Regions from separate parts of the Anser cygnoides genome. Here all the other regions are linked to region 2. The links are chromatin contacts, called in public Hi-C maps. All regions are on one chromosome and are shown on one strand. Each heading gives the region's core, a stretch centred on a gene start, on an enhancer-like site or on the middle of the called end of the contact. The rest is flanking DNA. Distances are from core to core; before and after follow the strand shown.

Region 1 (3,615 bases), core at 241-2,740, 440 kb before region 2:
ACAGCACTGCGGTACGGCTCTGCTGCGCCTGCTGCTGATTAGTAAGTGCTGCATGTGTTCACAAACCTCTCTGTGCTGTTTCCAGTTCCAGCTCCATCACCCTGAGAGCGAAGACCTGGCTTTCCTCTACGGCACCATACTGACGGACGGGAAGGACGCCTTCAGCGAGGAGCCCACCACCAACATCTGCGTGTTTGCGGATGAACAGGTACAGGAACGGGCTGTTCTCAGGTGCACCGGGCACCGCCTTTTTCCCTTCATACCCCAAACCTGCATATTTTGTCTTTCTGTTTGTGATATATCCTGATTTTTACAACCCCCTGGGCTAGGAGTTCTTCCCCCTAAGCACAGTATAAAGGTGAGAGAAGCAGAGCTGGTTCATCTTCTCTTGTAGGTTGACCGATGTCCGACGGGTTCAGGTGTGACAGCTCGCATCGCCCTGCAGTACCACAAGGGGCTCATCCAGCTGAACCAGAGCAGAACCTTCCGGAGCAGTACCACGGGGTCCTTGTTCACGGGGAAGGCAGTGAAGGCAAGTGCTTTGTGCTGGAGTTTCCCCCTGGCTTGAGGACTGCGGGGAAGGTGCTGTTGCTGTGGCTCAGCGGAGGGGCAGAAAAGCCTTTCTGTGCCTGCGGAGGGCTTGTGGGAGATGCCTGGGGCTCTTTGCACAAGCAAGGATTTTTTATTAGGGAAGGATGTAACGGTAAGACCTTGTTGTGTTACATGGCTTCAATGCAAATCCTCAGCTATCAGAAAAGGCCCGGGTGAGAAGTATCTCTGATGCTGATGTAGATAAATCCATGTGGTTTATCCTCTGTGTCAGCGGGGGGTGGATTCCTCTTCCGTACCCTCTTCTCTGCTCCAAGTTAGCGTGTTGCTCAGGGACGTCCTGACCCTAACCCTCTCTGCAGGAAACCAAGTTTGGGGACTACAACGCTGTTGTAGTGGAAGTCTCGGGAGAAGCCTTTTACACCGGTACGGCCACCTTCACAATGGAAGAGGAGGACCCGCTGAAATACGGCTTCTTCTTCAAGTGACCGGAGCCTCTCAGTGACGGTGCTGCGCTTCACCTGCCTGCGCATTTCTGTTCTGCTTCTCCCCACGGCTCGCTGCCATGTGCCAGAGCAACGGGACCAGCCTTCGGTGGCACGACGGTGCCTGCTGTGTTCTGAGATAACAGGTCGTGCTTCTCTGCTGTGGCTATTGGTGGAGGTCCACGGCTGCTCTGGGAAGCCACAATCTTTTTTTTTTTTTTAATAATTTTTCACAGAAAATGCAACTGATCTTTGGAGAGCTGTCTTCAAATTTATGTGCCTTCTCTGCTTCTGTAAATTAGTAATTTCTAAGCCAGATTCCTATTAAATGCCAGCTGGAAACACTGCCTTCCCCTCTTGTTCTTGCTCCTGGAACCCATTTCCAGGACTCTGCCAAGCGTGTCACTGCTGGTAGGACTGCCTGACCCTCCCTGATGCCTCTCACTCAGGTGACAGCACTGCTCTGCCGCATGCCCCAGTGTCCCCAGTCCTGGATCCCTTTATCCCTGCCCTGGTTTCATCCCTGACAGAGCCCTCCCGTCTCCCAGGTCTGGGCACAAATGTGTGCTCAGGATTCCCAGCCTGCTGCGTGCTGTGTCCTCGTCACACTGCTTCCTAACCCCTGCCCTCTTGCTCATCTCGGACCACGGTCTGCAAACACCATGGGGTTAACTTTCAACGGGAGTAGCCGGATTCGAAGGTTGGAGCCACTATGACCTTTGATTGCAAACTTATTTACTTATGATTTTGTCAGAGCGCGGGGGCAGCTTGCCCAGCAGAGCACGGCCAGGGCTGGCGCCGAGCCCCGTGAGGGACGGCTGCGGTGAACAAACCAGGCAGAGACCGGGCAGGCCGTCACGGTGGCAGAAACGGAGCTTCAGGCCGCTCAGGGCCCGTAATTTCCTTTGTGTCTCTGGACAAAATGGTGTTCGTTTATTGGAGACGCTCATGGGAATTTGCCTCATTAAATTCTTCTGAAAAGGAGAACGATTATCTCCAGGTAGCCCGTGCAGTAAGTCAGGCTGGTGAGCTTGGGAAAGGTTAGCATGGGGAGGACTGAGAGGAATTTCTTCTGTCAGAGTCAAATTGAAAATTACAGCTTTGGAAAGGGAAGAAGCTGAAATCCACAAGTTTGGAGAGCAGCTGTGCTGCCAGCATGCCTTTTCAAGGCTGGCATTTGGGACTTTTGCTCCCAGCTTTGCTGCTGATTTCCTGCAGAAGTTCCCCTGCCCCGATGAATCCTGTGCAGCCTGGGGTGCAGGCGGGCAGCAGAGATGAGCACGTCGTCTGTGCTTGCAGGAACAACTCGGGGTGTTTGGTCTGAGGACAAGGAGGCTCAGGGCAGACCTCATTGCTCTCTGCAGCTACCTGAAAGGGAGGTGTGGGGAGCTGGGGGTCGGCCTCTTCTCACAGGTAACTGGTGACAGGACCAGAGGGAACGGCCTCAAGTTGTGCCAGGGGAGGTTCAGGTTGGAAATGAGGAGACATTTCTGCTCAGCAGGAGCAGTCAGGCGTTGGGACGGGTTGCCCAGGGAGGTGGTGGGGTCACCGTCCCTGGGGGTGTTCGAGGAGAGGTTGGGCCTGGTGCTTAGGGACATGGTTTAGTGGTGACATTGGTGGTAGGGGGGTGGCTGGACCAGATTTGCTGGAGGTCTGTTCCAATCTTAACGATTCTGGGATTCTATGAAAGACACCAGCGTGTTTATAGCTTCTGGAAACATCCCTTGGGATGTATTCCTGTACCCACACTCCAGCTGGGTCTTGCAGCCCAGCGCATGTCGGAAGCACTTCAGCCATCAACCTGCTGCCTCCATTACCCATTGCCCTTCCCATCCCCAAAAAACATTCCCCGGGCGGGGGGGGCCGGGCTCTCGCAGCCCGTGAGGGGAGCGGGGCCATGACGGGGAGCGGGGCCATGACGGGGAGCGAGGCCATGACAGGAGCGGCGCCGCGAGGGGACCGCTTCCCCCGGCTCCGCGGCCGTGGGGCCGCCGCTGCCCCCGCCCCCGGTGCGGCGGGGCGGGCCGGGCCGGGCGGGTTTCCCCGGGCAACGATGGGCGGCCGGGAGGACGTCAGCGGCTGGCGGCGGCGGGCGGGCATGGAGCCGGCGGCGGCGGCCGCGCCGGGCAACCTCTCCCGAGGCGGCGGCAACGAGAGCGGGGAGGCGGCGGCGGCCGCCTCCGGGGCGGGGTGGTCGGCGGCGGCGCTGGCCTCGCAGGCGCTGGCTCTGCTGCTCATCTTCGCCCTCTCGGCGCTGGGCAACGGCGCGGTGGTGCTGGTGATCGCCCGGCACCGGCAGCTCCGCACGGTGACCAACGCCTTCGTGCTGTCGCTGTCGCTGTCCGAGCTGCTGGGAGCCCTCCTCTGCCTGCCCCTGGCTTTCCTCAGCCTGCTCAGCCGCCCGCCCGGTGCCTGGCTCTTCGGGCAGCGCCTCTGCTTGGCCAGCGCCGCGCTGCACGCCGGGCTGGGCATCGCCGCCACGCTCACCATGGCCCTGCTCTCCTTCGACCGCTACTGCGCCATCGTCCGCCAGCCCCGACACAAGATGGGCCGCCGCCGCGCCGCCCAGCTCCTGGCCGCC
Region 2 (4,088 bases), core at 175-2,674:
AAATCCTTTCTGAACTCTAAAGACTGTAATTGACTTAAAAAAAAAAAAAAGAAACAAAAAGAATAGTCTAGCTGGCTAGATCCAGCAGCACCGTATACGTCAGTTTTGAATTTGAGGAGTACAAGGTACATCATTACAGCTTCTTATATGCTGGGAATGTGACATCTTAACTATAAAATTTGTAACAAAGAAAAGGTAAAAAGATGATTTTATTAAAAAAAGAAAAAAAGAGAAATTTGAATGCTTTAGTTAATACTAGCACAAATAGTTTTAAAAAGTTACAGATGAGGACGTAATTCATTTTTTGATTTTGTTTACCTCATCTACACAAGACTCATTGGTACAGACACTTGATCAGTATATGTAGTTTGTGCCAAGGTGGTAGGGTTGAATTGGGTTAAGTTGTTGAGCTGGATTAAGTTTCGTCTTTAGGTCCCTGCACACACACACTGTTTTACCCTCTGATGCTGCCTAACACCTTTCCTGCCTAAGGCATTTGCGAAATGTGATGGTCTGATTACAGTCATGATTTTTCTGATTAGATAGCTTCATCTCTACAGACTCTGAATGCAGGGTCAGGACTGGAGCTCAGTTCACGGAGCTCTGACCCTGCAGGAGTCCCCTTCCACAGGGGAAACACGGTTATAGTTACAAAAGTTTGAGAAAACAAACACCACCTTTGAAAAAGTGCTGCAGAAATCACAGAACCATTTAGGTTGGAGGAGACCTCTGAGATCACTTAGTCCAACCTCTATACGCTGATGTCGACAGGACTAGAAGACGAAATGACTTCCTAAATTATAAAGAGCCATCTAACTGGAACCAATGCAGTAGGATTCTGTCATAAAGCTAACCCGAGCGTCCCTACCGCAGCCGTACCTCGTGCGGCGCTGCCGGCCACGGCACCAGCTGGCCGGCCGCACGGAGCCCTGCCGGGCAGCGAGGCCGGGGCAGCAGCCGCCGTTCCGCCTCTCCCCAAAGCCGCGCGGGCCCCGGGGCCGGCAGAAGCCACTCCGCGAAGCTTCTTCACAGCAACCGTCACTGCTTTAGGGCGGCCGCCGGCCCCCAGGGGCTGCTCCCGGTGGACGCTGGTGGAGCGGACGAGCACGTCGCCGGCCGTGAGGCTGCCCGAGGAGCCCTGGCTGACGCTGGAGTCGCTTTCCCCGTCCATGAGGCTCCCGCAGCGCGGCTCTCGGCGCTTTACGCCTAGAAATAGAGGCTAAAAGCGGGTTCGGGCACAACCCGCGGCCCTCAGGGCACGGCCGGGCCTAGGCCGCAGCCCGCACCCGGTCACCATGGCAACAGCGCCCGGTGCAGCCCGTAATGGCGCCCCACTTCCGGGAGGAGGACACATTAAGGCGCTGCACCGCGCTCGGGGCCGGGAAGGTAAAGCTGGCGGCGGGGCCGCGCTCGCTGATTCGCCGCGCCTGGTGGCGAATCGGCGGATCCCGCGGCTGTCCCTCCCCTCCCCTCCCCGCGTGGCCGGCTCGTGGCGGGCGGGTGAGTGCGCGCGGGCGGCGGGAAGGGGGGGGGAGGGGGGAGCGTTGAGGTGAGGGGACGGGGGGGGAATGGGGAGGGGGTCTCTGTGAGGGCCCCGCCGCTGTTTGTGGGGTTTTATTCCGTTTTGTCCCGTTTATGCGCGTGCCGAGGCGCCTCCGCGGCGTTGTGTGCTTAGAGGGGGAAGAGAGCGGAATAAAAATAAAATTAGAGCCGCGTGCGTGCGGTGCCCGCCCCGCGCTCACGTTGTCTTTGGATCTCGCCCTCAGTAAAATCCCAGAATCATTAAGGTTGGAAAAGCCCTCCGGGATCGTCTCGTCCAACTATCCCCCTGCTGCCAATGTCACCCTCTAAACCGTGACCCTAAGCACCACATCCAACCTTTCCCAGTAGTGCTCAGCTCCCAGCAAAAAGGTTGATGGGAAAAAAAAAATCAAAATCAAAACGCTGGGCTTGTTTAGTTTCCATGGGAAGGATCCTGTTGACTCACGATTAGGTAATTGGCACAAATGTTCATTACATCAGTGGGGGAAAAAAAAAAAAAAAAAAAAACAACAAGTTCCTCAATGGAGTTTGCAGCGTGCGTCTCGTGTGTAGGAATGCCTGGCTGTTAAATGGAGGCAGGCTCTTCAGCTGTACAGTAATGATAATTGGAACGCAGCTTTTGGTTATTATCATTTAGGAGTTGTGTCTGTGAGCCCTCTGCTTCTAAAAGTCTGCAGATACAGCTGGGGAAATCGTGCTCCCACGTGTGCAATTTTAGGAGAGCTCTGATATCTGTATTTCTGGCTCCTGGTAGATGATTGACCCACACTGACTAGCAATCCTTATCCTAACTGCTGCTTTTGTTTAATAAAGTACTTTTACCTTTTTAAAGAGAAGTTGTGACTATCTGTTGATTTCAAGTCTCCATGGCAGCAGCAGAAGGAAATATTAGGAGTGCTTTCCAGGTTCTAAAGCAGGGCGGGGAGCTGGGATTTGGCTTTCATGGAGAATAGGTTTAAATGGGCTGAACCCCAAGTTCTCCTTAGTTGTTAATCTGGCTCAGAGAGTCTCATTTTCAAAGTACATCTCTCTTGTACGTAAAAACATGTCTGGAGGAGCACCAGGGCCCTTTGAGAAGGGAGACCCCCCAGCTATTGCTGCTTTCCCCGTGACCCAGAACACACGGACCGTGAGGCCCTCTTACACCATCACCCACTGTCCTTCAGAGCCGTCTGCTTCCTTCGGTGTGAGGTGTTGAAAAGTGCAATGCTGAATTTTGAAATTGCATTTATCCCAGAGGAAAGTAGTGCAGGCTACGTGGGCTTAAACCTGAGGCGTGCTGGAGCTGTTTGGGCAGCTAGGTAGGAAGCTGGGTGCAAAGTTAGTTAAGGTGCCAGCCCTTCACTGGGCTCTGGGATGGCTTTTTTGGTGTTTCACAGGCTGGAGGGGGAAAGGAACAAACAACGGGAGAACTTGAAATGATGCATTTAACGTCCTTTAAGAATAAACCAGATCTGCACATTTCTGGAAATACGCGGGCAGCACATTTTTAGATGTTAAGGGAACTGCCTGTAATTTGTAGCTATGCTGAAGAAGTGCACTACAGCCATACAATTCCACTGTCTGCGGTGTAGAAAGTGTAAAATACCTGTAGAGGGACTAGTGCTTCAGACATTTACAATCAGATAGTGCCATTGGGCTGCTTCAAATCAGAGCTGTTTCCCAAGTGTGACAGCTTGGTGGAACTTTAAGCTTGCCAAAGCAGTGACAGAAGAACAAAAGATCAGGTTTGTTATAAACAAACAGTGAAGCAATACGCAGCGTGAGAAAACGGCACTGACAGGAGCTGAAGCTTTTCACTCTCTGTGCTTGGGAGAGGACAAAAGTCTTCTCTGTTCTCAGTGTGTTTTAGTTGCCTGTTTAATAATCTCCTTAAAGTGACTTGCCAGAATTGTCTCTGTTTATTTTTTTTTCTTGTAACAGACTGAGAAATGAGAGAGTGGAGATGCCATCCATTTTCACTAGTTGTCCCAGATGACAATCGTGTCCTCTTCTCTTAAAACAAGTTAGAGGTTACATTAACCCGAGCAAAGCTTTGTTTCTTCTCAGTAACTTTATTTTGCAGATTCTTTTTAAAAGAATAGCCTGTGTAGTTTATCTACCCATGGTAATTCTTGGTCATGGGGACAGGTATCTTAAATCCAAAATTCATGTGCGTTCCTTATCTTCAGTCCCTGAATTCTATCACCACGTACTTCCTATGTAGTGATAAAGTGGAATTTTAACAGGCAAACATCATAATTATTCCGCTACTGGGAGGGGGAGGGAGACTGCATGCTTGCAAGAGCTCCATAGCGCTGTTTAGTTGCTTGGTTTTCTTTCTCTTGTAGAAGTTTTGTCTTTTTGTGCTCCTTCAGAAGGCTTGCTTACCGTCTCCCTTGCCCCTGCTGAGGGACTGGAATAGTTTAAGCTTTCTAAAACGTGGACGTCTGGCTCAAAATTTGACAATGCATAATGCAAGAATAATCACAAGTTGCCCTTGCTACAGGGCTAGATGAACTCTTTTCACAAATTACACTTTGGTACTAATTTTTCTTCCGCTGGTT
Region 3 (3,880 bases), core at 948-3,447, 360 kb after region 2:
AATTTTCCTACGAGGAAATCAAACACAGCTAAGCTCCCACTGTGCATATACACCCCCCAGGCCAATTTAAGCTCACTCTCGTATACCTGCGCATGAATTACTGTGCTGAAAGCATGCTTTTCTACCGAGACTCGAGTTCTAAAACTGTCTGGCTGTTGTTTAGCCATAAGAAGTGCTCTAAACGTTCAGAAAGACTGGGTAACAACTAAAGCAATCTTTCTGGTTGTGCAGTAGGAGGAATAAACGTATTGTTAGTACAGCAAGACAACCTAAGTAAAATCAGAACTGCTGCACACGCTATCACGCTCGCAAGAAGCAATACAGTTGCAGCTGATCTTTTTAAAATAAGCAAATAGATCAAAAAGTCCACAAGACCTTTAACAGTGCCTCCCCACATGTCAACGTTTCTATGCCAGTCATGCTGAGGGCAGTTTGAAAGCCATTGTGCAAGAATTACGAAGCACTCATAAGACACCCATGGACTAAGTACTTTCTTTTTTAAATAGAAACCTAGGAACTGAGGCAGAATGACAAAATGAGCTACCAAAGGTCACAAAAGTCAATGTCAAAACCAAGATTAGAAGCCTTGAATTCCTGGATCCTAGCCCTGCGTTCAAAGCCTTTCCCCACCACTTAAAACATGTATTAATGAATACAGGACTTTTAAACACGGGGTTTACTTGTACAGGCACAGGTGAGAAAAGGAGTTCAGCAGGGATAAGTACTTCCAAAAGAGCTTGGTCTTTCCCCTTAGCCATAAAAAGAATACCAGGAGCATTCCCACAAACGTCAGCCCTTTAATCCTCTCCCCACCCCTGTCCCAAACCACTCCCAATTCCTGCCCTCCCTCCCCAGCACTTACCAAAAAGCAAAGCTGCGGCCAGTTGTGGATAAAATACCTATACGTGTAAATGGAGTAGGGTTCGGACAGATCTTTGGTGATCAGTCTCATGATATCGGGCATCTGCAGCTCTGACTCGTATCGGACGTATCGTATCGTTAGGTCCTCCTCGGGCTGAGAGTCCGTTCCCGAGCCTTTCAAACTGCAGGCTGCTGCTAAGGACCTAGAGAGTAGCAGCAGGGACTCCTCCTCCTCCCCTCCTTCATCCCCCTCCTCCTGCTCTTCCTCCTCCAAGCCAGTCCCTCCTGCCAGTCCATTGCGGGCTGCAGTCTTAGCAGCAGTCGGAGTTGTGGCAGCAGGCTGGCTCCTGTCCCCTGGTGCTGCTGCTGGGGGAGAAGGAGGAGGAGAGGGTGCAGTCCTTCCCTGGGGAGGAAGGTGGTTGCTAAGGGGGGACGAGCACGGTGCTGCGGCCGGAGGCGATGCCTGCTGCTGCTGCTGCTGTCCGGAGCCCATTGTTTTGCTGGCTCGCTTGTTCTCCTGCCCCTCGGGGGCTGCCCCTGCCTCCGAGCCGAGGATCTTGCTCTTGAGGGAGGCCCGCAGGTGCCGCAGCTCGGGGCTGATGAGGCCGTTGAGCTGGTGGTTGTGGTGCGGGGGGTGGTGGTGGTGGTGGTGGAGGCGGTGCTGCTGCTGCTGCGGCCCCCCCTTGCCGCCGTCGCTGCCTCCTCCTCCTCGCTGCTGCTCCCGTCCGCCCGCGGGTCCCTCCTCTTCCTCCTCCTCTTCGGCCTCCTCGTCCTGGGCCCCGGCGCAGGCGGCGGCGGCGGCGGAGGTGGAAGAAGAGGAGGAGGAGGAGGAGGAAGCAGCCCCCCCTCCTCCTCCTCCTCCGGGGAAGGGGGACAGCGTGTCCCCCTGCGGGGAGAGGACGCTGCTAGGCCCCGGCGGTACCTCGGCCATATCCTACGGGAGAGACCGACACAAACCCCCCGGGGAGGAGGGCGTCAGGCGACACGGGGCGACAGGCGGCGGCCTCACGGGCCTGGACGGAGGGGGGGGGGGGGGTAAGTGGGGGGGGAGGGGGGGGGCGCGAACAAAGGCACAGCCGGTGCCCGGGCCCCGCCTCACCGCCCCGCCGCCGCCTTTTCCCGTTGCCCCACGCCCCCCTGCCTCCTCCGGGGCCCTTCCCCGGTCCCTTAAGGGCCCCGGGGCGGCCTCCGCGGCCCCCCCCGCCCGCCGCCGCTCACCGCCGCTCCCCTCAGCGCCGCGGCTCCCACTCGCCGCTCATCCAGCCGCCGCCAAGCGCGGCCGCCGCTGCCGTAACCCGCGGCCGAGTTTCCTGTCAGCCTTTGCGACACTTCCTCCCTTGACGGCGCGGCCTAGCGACGGCGGGGCGGGCCGGCCTTAGCAACGGGGCCCGGGGGGTTGAAGCGGGGTTAGGGCCGCGGGCCTGGGCCCGTAGGACCCCATAGGGCTCCATAGGGCGGCGTGTGGGGGGGGGCTGGTGTCGCCTCCTCGGGTCTGGTGTCGCCTCCAGGGGGTGTGGTGTCGCCTCCCGGGGGTCGCCGCCTGCCCCCGCCGAGCCCTAGGCCGCTGCTGCCGGCCCTGCTCTGTGAATCCCGCAGCAGTTTTGGGTGGCGGCGCCCCTGCCCTCACAGCACCGCCGGGGCTGCCCCTCGGCCCCCTTCATGTCCCAGGACATGTTCACGTCACTGTTGGCACCTTGTTTTGGTTTGTTTTTCTCTTCACCCCGATCCTGGCCAGGCACAGGTGCTGCCCAGAAGGGGGCCAGCAGCGGTGCTCAGCCTAGGGATGGCCGCCTGCAGTATTTCGGTGAGGCTTTTGTATGGATCAGAGTGCAGGGGCTGTTGCTCTGCCTTCCACAAGCAGCGTGAGGGGTGTCGTTCCTCACCCAGGGCAGGCAAAGGCAGGCCTCGGACTGCAAGGAAGTTGTTCGACTGATAACAGTGGAAACTGCAAAGATGACAGAAGTGATCTAGTAGTCCTAAACTGGGAAAAGAAAAAAGAATAATAAAAAAAAAACAAACAAAAAAAACCTTGTTAAAGTTAAAAAAAAAAACTTATTAAAAGACCTTCACATGAATTCCGACTCTGTATACTTATTGGTGGGGAGCACTGGGCATAAACCTACAGATAACAATCTCAAGTGATCCCATTTCTCTATTACTCTGTTCCATTACATAATCCATGTTTTAAGAACATGCCACCAGATCTCACAGCAACAGACAAGTCCTTTACATGGGAAGTTTTCTATTAAAACACACACATAGCCCCACAAAACACAGAGAAATGGTGGATTCCGCCTTTTTTTCCCCGAGGAAGCTTTGCAGGGCTCTTGTAAGACTTGCTCGTTTTCCTTTGCTACAGTTATTCTTCAAGGAAGTGACAGGTCTGGACTTACAAGGAAAATCCAGCAATTTCTGTACATGTCCTAACAGGGCTCTTTAATGAGGAAGAAAATAGGCTGCGGAGTTTCAGGCTTCTGTTTATGAATTGCTGAGTTCTGAAGTAAAGCAGGAAAAAAATAAAATATCTGACTGAAAGAGAGAATTATAAAGCTTTTATCCAAAGTAATTAATGAAGGAAATACTTAGATTTTGCGAATGAAATGGGTCTCTGTATCCTTTTAGATTTATTTCTTCTTTTCTGAGACTCCATTCAGAAAGAGTGATGCGTGTTATCTCTGTTCAGGTTGGCTTTATGTATTCTGCAGTTGCTTTGCCTACCAGTTTTTAGACCTTTCTGTCTGCTTTAGAAAGGTGTTCACGTACATAATTTCATTTAAGGGTCTAATGATTTTTTGTGTGCGTGTTTTCAGGCACCAAAGTGCCTTTGTGGACCTGATCTGAACTGCTCTGGCACACTGGCAGTGCAGCTAAGTTCACTGTCCTCGGGTAGTTTAAACAAAAAGAGCAAACAAATGTCTTGTCAGTGTAGTAATGGCCTAAATTCAGTTCTCATTTGCCATGTTAGAGCAGTGTGATTGAAAGCATCAGAGACACAGGCTATGGTGGTGTCCATGTTAGG

Evidence for each region. Hi-C and Micro-C count contacts between places; a contact is called where the count stands out from the background.
Region 1: a contact with region 2 is called in a Hi-C map of liver, with 1.7 times the contacts expected there. The contact joins the promoter of GPR135 here to the promoter of TIMM9 in region 2. A contact is called at or near these places in 2 of 7 Hi-C or Micro-C datasets (both in liver).
Region 3: a Hi-C map of liver shows a contact between it and region 2, with 2.6 times the contacts expected there. The contact joins the promoter of NAA30 here to the promoter of TIMM9 in region 2. A contact is called at or near these places in 2 of 7 Hi-C or Micro-C datasets (both in liver).

The regions. Positions count from the first base shown.
Region 1 is chr5:61,218,493-61,222,107 of Taihu_goose_T2T_genome, forward strand. It overlaps GPR135 (G protein-coupled receptor 135), which reads left to right and starts at 1,491. Exons shown (of 1, transcript XM_066998495.1): 1 at 1,491-3,615. The coding sequence starts at 2,764. All of the region lies in intron 1 of JKAMP (JNK1/MAPK8 associated membrane protein), which reads right to left. L3HYPDH (trans-L-3-hydroxyproline dehydratase) reads left to right here. Exons shown (of 5, transcript XM_048066162.2): 3 at 86-208; 4 at 395-532; 5 at 912-1,376. The coding sequence ends at 1,037.
Region 2 is chr5:61,657,473-61,661,560 of Taihu_goose_T2T_genome, forward strand. It overlaps TIMM9 (translocase of inner mitochondrial membrane 9), which reads left to right and starts at 1,425. Exons shown (of 4, transcript XM_066998506.1): 1 at 1,425-1,500. It overlaps KIAA0586 (KIAA0586 ortholog), which reads right to left and starts at 1,310. Exons shown (of 33, transcript XR_010832034.1): 1 at 880-1,310.
Region 3 is chr5:62,017,380-62,021,259 of Taihu_goose_T2T_genome, forward strand. It overlaps NAA30 (N-alpha-acetyltransferase 30, NatC catalytic subunit), which reads right to left and starts at 2,198. Exons shown (of 5, transcript XM_048066138.2): 1 at 2,080-2,198; 2 at 863-1,795. The coding sequence starts at 1,792. LOC136791001 (a long non-coding RNA gene) reads right to left here and starts at 856. Exons shown (of 2, transcript XR_010832039.1): 1 at 1-856.